2 separate regions of the Mus musculus genome follow, and region 2 is linked to region 1. A link is a contact called in public HiChIP or PLAC-seq data. All regions are on one chromosome and are shown on one strand. The core of a region is the stretch at or near the end of the contact, and the rest is flanking DNA. Distances in the headings are between cores, read along the strand shown.

Region 1 (4,847 bases), core at 1,583-4,082:
AATCCGCCAATATAGAGAGCTGGAGGGTTGGCTCAGCAGTGAAGAGCACTGCTCTTCCAGAGGAACTAGGTTCAATTCCTGACACCCACAAGGCAGCTCATAGCCCTCCATAGTTCTAGTTCCAAGGGATCTAACACAGCCTCTGGCTTCACAGGCACTAGGCATGCACTGGTGCACACCCATACACATAAAATAAAATAAAATGAAATGAAAATAATCATTTAAACAACTGGTATATGAGGTTTTGTCTCTTTGGATTTTAAAAAAGAGAATTGTTATTTATTTATTTGTGTGTGTGTGTGTGTGTGTGTGAGTGTGTGTGTGTGTGTGTACTTGTGTGGAGATGCAGTTCGAGGCCAGAAATAGGTGTTAGATCCTCTGGAGCTGAAATTAAAGGCAGCGAGTGTTAGAAACTAAAGTCAGTCCTCTGAAAGAGTAGCAGGTGTTTTTTTGTTTTTTGTTTTTTCTGACCACACAGCATTACTAGATTCTCCATCTAGTAGACATCTGAAGATGTAATTCCTCTCCTCCTGAAAGCACTGCTCCCTCCTCCTACATGGTGTCTTCTTGCACTTTCAAATCTCCACTGAAATATTGTTGGAAACCCCTTGAGACCTTAGAAGAGGTTAAATAACTCCCTATATTCTTTATGCTTCCTCTTGGCTCACAGTCACTGTTAAATTAGAATCTAACTGTTCTACTATATCACTTACACCATAGAAGCTCCTATCTGCTTGTTGAACTGTCATCTGGAGGGCTGGTGTTGAATTAGTGAATAATGCCACAACCCTTGAGGGGTTTTTCTCAGGTGGCTCACTGGATTTCTTGGCCTTATATTACATGACCTCTACAAACCCCATAGATAATTCTGTTCCTGTCAAGACACTCTCACTGTGTAAAAGCTGTTTGTCTTCATTTGCCTCTAAACAAATCTAAGAAGTGTCACCTTCTTGATCAAGTCTGCACAGTTCTTTTTACCAAGGTTTCATATTCTCATAAAAGATGTGGGTACTATAATGAGCATATTATGAGTATTCTAGGTTTTTTTGAGTCAGAGACTTGCCTGCCTCAGTCTCTTAAGTTTTGAGAATCATGTATGTGTGCTTCCCAGGAATATCCTGGAAATTTTATTTTAATAAAGACCTTTTACTAACTGTGTGTGGTTATAATGTGAATGCATATATGTTTTAGACCTTTGAGACAGTCCTTCTCAAAGTGAGTCTAGCATAGGCTGTACTCAAACTATGTAGCTTATAATGGCCTTGAATTGATCCTCCTGCTATTGCCTTTCAAAGTCTGGTATTACAGTCTTGTATCACCGTATTTTTGAGAGTTAGAATGCACTAAAGCAGTTTTTACAGGGAAACTTACAAAATATATTATGTAGGCATTTTTATCATTTGCAGGCGACATTCTCGAAATATTTCAAGAGCCTCTGATTTAGAGGAAACAGAACTTTTAAATTATGTTACAAGTGACTGTGGGTTTCTTGCTTTACACACTAACCAATCAATGACTGACAATTTTACATGGCTTACTCATTAAAAACCTTTTGTCCTAACATTGTGGAATTAATAAGACTTCAGGGAGCAGGATAATAGGGACCTAAGGGAATGGGGTGGGAATCAAGAGGTTTGTGAGATACTCTCAACTTTGCTAGTGAAATGATTTATAGGCTAACTCTGGGTCAGTTTTTTCCAAACCATAAACCAAAATGTTCAGTAGAGATATGAGGAGAAATTTCATAAGTACAAGAAAACTAACGCTTCCCTATCAACTTTAGGTTTGATAAGGTTTCAAATGAGCCTGGAACAAGTTCTTCAATGATTTAAAATCCAGTGTATACTTGTTAAAAAAAAACAAACAAACAAAAAACAACCAACCAAACAAAACCTAGTATTTTATAGTCATGAACGGCTTGCAGAATGAGTCTTTTCAGTGTAATGTTACCCTCCTTCCACATTAGACTCAGATGGTTCTCTACAAGATTCCTGCACAGGCCAGTAAAACAGAATGGTTTTCATGGCCACTCCCTTGATCTTTGCACATCCTTTCTCGTAATTGTCTTACTCTGATAAGGTCCAGCAAGCAACTAAGCCTGTCAACTGCACAAATGTCTGCCTACCACATGCAGAGACTTTTTTTTGGCTTGCTCCTCTCTTCGGAACAAAGCTAATGTAGCCTGGACTTTCCACACCTCTAGTAAAGGCGAGAGACGTAGCAAAATTCCGTAGTGATGCACTCCGAAAGAGTTCGGACAACGCCATACTTCCATTCTAAGAACCCGAGGACCCTATGGCTTCCTGGCTGGCCTCCGCAAAGCAACCGCCCACCTCTTCAGGACCTTATTGGCGACCACCCTGCTCCCGCACCGCTGTCGCCAGCCAGCCAGCCAGCCAGCCCTGACCTCCTCGAACTGCTCGCCCGAACATCCAGCGCCGCGAGCCTCCAGCAACTCCCGGAACTGCTCCAGGGTGACGGACTCTTCACCGCGGCCCAGCCGCTCTTCCAGCCAGCGCAAGAGCGCGCCGTGGTGCCTCGACACCAGGGATTCGCAGGGAGGTGCGGGCCGCAACGCAGCCGCTGCCTCTCGCAGCCGAGCGGGTTCCAGGAGTGCAGCGGCGGAAGGCAGCACCGCGGCCGCAGGGCCGGGGCCGGGGGTCGTGCCAGAGTCGGCAGCCCAATCTTGATGTGGGCTCCAGCCCTCACCCCCTGCGGCCGCCGCTTCGTCTTCGCTGCTGTTACTCGGAGCGTTCCCCATGGGGTCTCCGTCTTGGGTGCTCGGAGGTGTCGCCGCCGCCGCCGCCTCCCAGCCACGACCTGTCAACCTCCGACAGCTCCTGGCGGGCGGGGACGGGGTGGAGACCACAGCGGCGGCAGTGACTTCCGGCTTCCTGGCTGTCGAGCGAGGCCTGATGTCGCAACGGAGCCGTCAAGCGGATTCCATTTGCTCACGACAGCTTAATGAAGCCCGGGAACCCACCCGTTAACGTATCCGTCTAGCCGCCTCTGCCGCCATCTTTGTTGAGGGCGGATAAACTGTAAGCCAGGACTTTTTGTTTGTTTGTTTGTTTGTTTGTTTTTTCTCTGTACTGTTCCCCTTTTCTGCTCCACGCTTCACGTTCAGAATCTAGGCTGGACAAGAAAAGAAGAAAGAGTCGGGGGCAAAAGAGTCAACTTTGCTGTGAAGTCTGTCAGTGTCGCGCTGCCGACGTCACGGCCGGCGTCTCTGCTGTCTTAGTGGTGGCTTAAGAGGTGGCTACCTCCGAAGCGTGTCTGGTGTGTTGCTGTATAGATGCTGAGGATATGCGGGCTTGGTGTGGTGCTGAGCCTGGCCGTGGCGGCGGTGGCTGTCATGGCCGTGTGGTTGATGGACTGGTGGGGTCCCCGCCCTGGTATTCGCCTCTTCCTTCCCGAGGAGCTAGCCCGCTATCGCGGCGGCCCAGGGGACCCGGGCCTGTACTTGGCACTGCTCGGCCGCGTCTACGACGTGTCCTCTGGCAGGAGGCACTACGAGCCTGGGGCGCACTATAGCGGCTTCGCAGGTATCGGCGAGGCTCTCACACCTTTTCCTCCTGCGTGGGCTCGTAGCCACGGCTTGCGTTCGTCCAGTAATTTATTCCTCCGCGCCTCGTCATCCCACATTCCTCAGACTGCTGCGGTGGGAAGGACACGGTCCTGGTTTGCAGCTTGGACGCAACTGTGCTAGTTATGTACCCTCCGACTCTGTCTGCTGCACTGTGTGACTGATTCGGAGAAAGATGTGTCTTGTTAGGTAGTGGTTACACTCAGAAGTCTACCTGGTCTCTAGAGCTACCGTGCTTTCAGGCTCTTTAGACTGACCCGAAATAACCTTTCCTCCGCCCGCCTCCGTTTCCCCTAATATAATATTTGAGTCTTTTTTAATTCTAGTAGATGCACTTGTCTGCTTTTCTTTAAAAAAAAAAAATGAGAATCAAGCGGGGAATGAAGTTAGAGCACAGGAAAGCAAGTATCTTTTGTAGTATTAAAATACCTACAATAAACCAGAAGTGGTGTTTTAACTGGAGTGGCTGAGACAGGAGGATCTCTTGAGCTACAAAGATCCATTGAGCCAGGAATTTGTGGCCAGGCTGGCTCTAAAACAACACGAAACAAAACTTCTGACAAAATTTGGTATATTAGCCTTCCTAAGAACATTTATCAAATTAACTCCATTCTGCTGTGCTCCCGTTACCCCTTAACAACGGAGGGGATCGGAAAATGTAATTTGACTAAAAGCCTTAACAAGATATGAGAACTACCAACCTAATAGCTTTTAATTTTTATTTTATGTGTATGAGTGTTTTACTTCCTTGTACAACTCTGAACTACCTGTGTACTTGGTGCCCATCGAAGCCAGAAGAGGTTTTCAAATCCCTGTAACTAGTAAACATGGTTGTGATCTGGGTGCTGGGAACTTTGCTTCTCTGGAGGAGCATCCACTGCTCTTAACCAGTAAGCCAGCTTCCCAGCTACCAATTTTAAAGGTGTTGTTTTTCTAGCCAAGGAGAATACCTCTCTCTTTGTTTATTTGGGAAGGAAGATCGCAGGGCAAGACTGGTAACTAGACTGACAAAAATTTCAAGCAGTCCACCGGTCATTTAGGAGAATTAGGAAGCTACCTTTAAATACAGATCACTCACTTCCTTCTCTCCAGACTTTTCAAACAGTCTAACCTGGGATAGGACCTACCCAAGGACATGGAGAGTTAGAAGCAATGCTAGACTGGAATCAAGAGTTTTTTCTTGCCACTTGAGTGCACTTTAGGACACTACTAACATCTGGTATAGCTGTCATGGATGCATGCACAAGTGTGAACATACATG
Region 2 (4,847 bases), core at 1,128-3,627, 290 kb after region 1:
GAGCCCAGAGAGAGCTGGTACCTGGACCAAGGTCACACAGTGGCAAAGCTCTGGACTGGCACACAGGTTTTCTTTCCTTCTTTGCCAAACCCACTTCTCAGTAAGTGGGCTCCTCGGCCTGTACTTTAGAGTCACATAGAGAGGGACGCTGGACTTGGAGCACTAGTCACTATAGCCTGCTGGTTCCAGCCCATCCCACCTCATGAAGTCCTAGAAGAGCTGGCTATGATAAGACCTAATGCTGTTCTCACCCCATGGGTTTGGTGTCCAGAGTCCAGCTTGTTCCTTCCCCGGCTCTGCCCTGCGTTCAGCCTCTCAGCTGCTTCTGAGGAGCCACAAGGACTTTGAACATTATGAAACTGTGAACTCTGATTGATAACAAGGCTCCTAAGTCTAGAAACACCGAGGGCCCTCCTGCTGTCTCCTGGCAGACTGGCACGGTCTGGCACTGGGTATAGGGTTTTGGGTGGCCTGGCCAGCAGCTGTCTGGTGAAGAGGGTCAGGCTAGAGTCCCCCCCAGAGACAGCCCCTGGCTTCAGCTTGCTTCTGCCCTCTATCACTCACAAGCCATGTGACTTTAACGGGTTGCTTTGTACCTCTGAGCTTTAGTTTCCTGATAAGGAAAACAGGGATGGAATGTTAGGACCATTGTTGTGAGAGTGCAGGAAGAGACGACCTGCAGAAAGTTTAGCCCGCTATCAGGCTCAGGGGTTAATGGGTAGGATTTCTATTGTGACCCTGAGGTTCCCATGGCCCTTCTGCCTCCTAAAGGTGTCTTGGGTTTGGAAGGACCGTGGGGATGTATATCATTTCATCAGACAACAAGATCTGAGTGAACACCTTGTTGATAGGATGTTCACTGCCTGCTGTGGTTCAGGCTCAGCCCTGTCTCTGGCTCTAGTGAACAAACATATCACTGGATATAGCCAGTCTTCCCTGCCCCTCCTTCTGCACAGGAGACCTAGGCTCCAGGCCAGACTCAGCCACAGGCCTGGCAAATGGCCCTGGGCCTCAGTTTCCTTGCCCATAAAAAGGTCTAATCATTACCTGCCTAGTGGGGTGAATGAGACGGCTGGAGGGAACACCCACCCTCTACATAGCTCATCCTCTCTCAGGCGGTTCAAGCCACACTGAACCTGCCCCCCACAGCTTCCTCTGCTTACCCCCCACTGTGATCCCTTTTCCACATGACGGCCCCAATGATATGTGAAGGCTACATGGCATCCCTATGTCTGTCTCTGCTGGAATCATTAACCCAACAGAGCCAGAAGCTTTGCAGTGCTAACGAGGAGTGTGCCCACAACTTCGAGGGAGGGAGGGAGAGGGTGGCTCTGGGGGCCAGCTAGAATCTGGACTGTGGGGGAGCTAGCTGGCCACATGCAGCCAGCCTACAGCTCTCTGAGCCCTTCATGGCTTCAAGGCTTCTGCTCTAGCTAGCTCCATGCTCTTCCTGCTGCCTTCCTGCCTGCCCTAAGCCCAGTGGCCCACAGTGATCTTCCTGTACTAGATGGGGTGGGGGTGGCAGGGAGTGCAGCCCTTTCTGTTCCCATCATTTAGAGGGGCACAAGTTTACAAGAGAGAATATACTATGCAGACATGGCAGAAAGCCAAGTTGTAGGAACCAGGGAGGGGACATGTGTGGAGACTGAGGTCCCATGGAGAAAGCAGGTTAGGGGAAGGACGTATGTGGGGACAGGTTGTGCAGGAAGTGGAAGAAGGGCCCCTGTACCTACCTGCGCTTGCTCCTAAGCGGGAGGTGAAGTTCTCTTTTGGTTGCTGTGAGGAAATTGCAGCAGGAGACATTCAGGTGGTCAGCTGTTGGTAGAGAGAGCAAAGAGGCTCTAATGGGAAAATGAGGGAGAGACTGTGGGTTCCTGGGAGCTGGTGCCTGAGAGGAGAGAGGGGAGAGGGGGGAGGGGAATGGGAGAGGGGAGAAGGGAGGGGGGAGGGGAGAGGATGGACAGCGGAGCTCAGTCAGGAGTGGTCTAGCAATCTGCCTTTCATGCCTGTCCCCCACTACTTAAGATGAGAGACAGCTTGTGGCCATCAGGTGACCACTGAGAGAACCTCAGCTCAAATGCGCAATAGATAGATAGATAGATGGGCAAGTAGCTCCTACCAGGGTGCTTCAGGCCAAAAAGGAGCAGTGAGCTAAAATCTGTACCCTGTGTGTTCCTGAGGAGGTGTCTGTCATCTAATCCCCACCAGTCCTGCCTCAGGACACTACTCTCTCCAGTGGGGAGAATCTAGGCTCCTTTTAGACAGGAGGTCCCCAAGGGCTGCCTGTTCCAATGGCTCTCACACTCCATCCTTCCGAGTCAAGCCTGGAGGAGCTTGTCACTGATTGCGGGCTCTTTGTCCTCATCATCTGATTGGGTGGGTGGAGAGTCAGTCCAGGAACTGCATTGCTAGCAGACTTCCCACCGAGGCCTGGCCCAGTAGTCTTCAGCACAGCTGCTGGATTTTCATAGTTATCTCTCCAGCCTGCAGGCTCCTTGCAGATTTCTCCTTATTTATCTCCTCGTTGTTCACCCATCCTCACGAGGCGCTCATTCCCTGCACCCTCCCTGCGCATCTCCTCCTGGCTCGGCTGTGCCTGAGACAATCTTTTCTCCTGGAAAGAAAAAGAAGGTATCTCTCTATCCCTAACTCTGCTCCAGGAGCCTCCAGCTGCCCTACCCAGGCTGCTTCCCCATGGCTCACTCTTCCTCCCAGTCCTGAGCAGGAGGAGGCTCGAGGAGGGACTGTACTGCCATTCAGAGGAGTCTGGCCACAGGGGTTGAGTTGGGGAGTGCAGAAGGCAAGCTGCCAGGGAATCTGTCCTTCCTGATTGCTCCCCAACTTTCTGTAAGGTGGTGGCTGCCTGCACCTCTCTTGCCCCAGGCTATAAAGGGAACTGCTTTTCTGAGAAGGGTGAGCCAAAACACAGGTGTTTTTGTCTCAGAAGTTGGTGAACCTGGAATGTTGGAAACCCAAAAGCCACTCATTTTCAAAATTACCCATCCCCAGCTTGCCAGGTGCTGCTCGGCCCAGCCTTGGCAGTTACAGGCACCCTGGGGGAGGCAGGGGGTGGGGCCCATGCTTCAGTATATTGAGAAGCCATGGAGGCAGCTTGCAGAGACCTTACTCTGGGGGAGGGGGGTCTGAGCAGCCCCCAGCCCCATGTGGATCTTGCTGGAGGACTCTGTGCAGGGAGCCAAAGCTGAGCCCGGCTCCCAGAGCCACCCATGACTAATCACATAATTATGGGGTGAGAAGGAAGTCCTGAGAAGGTGCAGATCTGTGGTCGGTTCCTCCTCCAGCGCTGGCAGGTCCTGAGGATGGCAGGAGGCCCAGCTTCTCTCACCATGTGGGGAGAGAAACCTCGGCCCCAGTGACCACCATACTATTTGATGGCCCACAGTGGCTCCACAGATCAGCCTTGCCCACCTACAAGCCCCTCCCCAGCAGACCTCCTGTGTCTGTCTGGTACGGTTCTGAAATCCAGAGTCATATTTTTGGGTTCCTACCTTCCTGTGTCCCCTTTGACCTCTCTCTGTAAGACATTGATTCTCCCGCCCATAGGCAGGACCACTAAGGAACCCGTCTTTTTAATTTTTCTTTTTTTGAGATAGGGTTTCACTATACAACACTCATTGGTCTGGAACTCTGTGTAGATCAGCCTGGCCTCCAGCTCAGAAAGCTCCACCTGCCTGTGCCTCCTGCCTGTTGGGATTAAAGGTGTGAGCCCCCACGGCCTGCTTCTGTCTTCTTAGCCTTACTGTCTACCTTTTAAATGCTGTGCAGTGAATACATCAACATGTCAGCTCCCCTCATCCCTAACAGCAGAGGGTCAGAAGGCCAGACCCTGGGAAGAGAAAGCCTGTCATCCAGTCTGGACCCTGTTACTTCCTGGCTGGGCTGCTCTGGGCAATTTAATTACCTGCTCTGTGAAGGTTTTCCCATCTATAAAATACAGGAAATAATCGTATCTCCTTCATGACTTGTTGGAGCTGATACATAAAAACACATGCAGGAAGTAGTCATTAAATGCTATTATTATTATTATTATTATTTGCAGATGGGCTCAGATAATGGACACTGAGGTTTTGGGGACAAGACCACAGAGCAGCAATCTTTTCTGTGGCTGCCATAGTAGGGAATAGCTCTGAGCTGGCAGGTTTTCTCCTGAGACGAGTCTTTCAGAAGTTTCTATTTGACTTACTTGGTTGGCAGATTTTCACCAGACCTCCTGTCCCTCGTGTGTTACAGTACTCCAGGGACACAGGAGAAATTAGGGGCTTTGCTATTAATACAGTATGAGAGGTAAGGAAATGGACCAAAACCCCTCCCAGTGCCAGGGGCATACCCTCATTTAACTGTGGTGCCCAACTGGGCGTGTGTGTGTGTGTGTGTGTGTGTGTGTGTGTGTGTGTGTGTGTGTGTGAAGGCAGGCCCCTAAACCTGAGAGGGCTTCACAGAGGAGGTGACATAAGGGTAAGTCATAAATGATAAATAGTGCTGCACAGTAGGCCCAGTGAGGGAATGCCTGCCAGGCAGGAAGCACACATGCCCAGAGCCTTCTGTCAGCAGGATAGCTATTCATGTGAAGCTTCTATGTATAAACTGAACAACACTGAGCACAGCCCTCAAGGTGGGTACTATCATTATCCCATTTAGAGAGGAGACAGGAATGGCTGAAGCGACTTGCCCAAAGACGCACAGCTAATGGGTAGGGATCGGGAGTAGACCCCAGACTGACTGACTCCAGAAGTCGCATTCTTGATGCCCTTACCTTCTTGCTCGGAGCTGTGTGAGCCTCCCTGGCACAGCTGCCCTGCACTGGTCACACCTACCTGTGCTGATGT

What was found. HiChIP or PLAC-seq counts read pairs in DNA pulled down with a chosen protein or histone mark.
Region 2: an H3K27ac HiChIP or PLAC-seq map of extraembryonic endoderm stem cells shows a contact between it and region 1. The contact joins the enhancer-like site here to the promoter of Zzef1 in region 1. A contact is called at or near these places in 1 of 39 promoter capture datasets (pre-B cells), 1 of 484 Hi-C or Micro-C datasets (cortical neurons), 2 of 115 datasets of contacts at active chromatin or transcription factors (extraembryonic endoderm stem cells and pancreatic cancer cells) and 2 of 9 other capture datasets (adipose tissue and liver).

The regions. Positions count from the first base shown.
Region 1 is chr11:72,794,211-72,799,057 of GRCm38.p6, reverse strand. It overlaps Zzef1 (zinc finger, ZZ-type with EF hand domain 1), which reads right to left and starts at 2,832. Exons shown (of 55, transcript NM_001045536.2): 1 at 2,408-2,832. The coding sequence starts at 2,761. It overlaps Cyb5d2 (cytochrome b5 domain containing 2), which reads left to right and starts at 3,219. Exons shown (of 4, transcript NM_001024926.3): 1 at 3,219-3,545. The coding sequence starts at 3,296.
Region 2 is chr11:72,500,036-72,504,882 of GRCm38.p6, reverse strand. All of the region lies in intron 9 of Spns3 (spinster homolog 3), which reads left to right. Among named protein-coding and RNA genes, the nearest start is that of Spns2, 13 kb to the right of the region's middle. Within about 2 kb of position 2,377, at least 65 of the 459 cell types and tissues checked have an H3K27ac peak or open chromatin away from gene starts, as enhancers often do. A contact at or near this core is called in adipose tissue, cortical neurons, extraembryonic endoderm stem cells and 1 more, where this site is marked.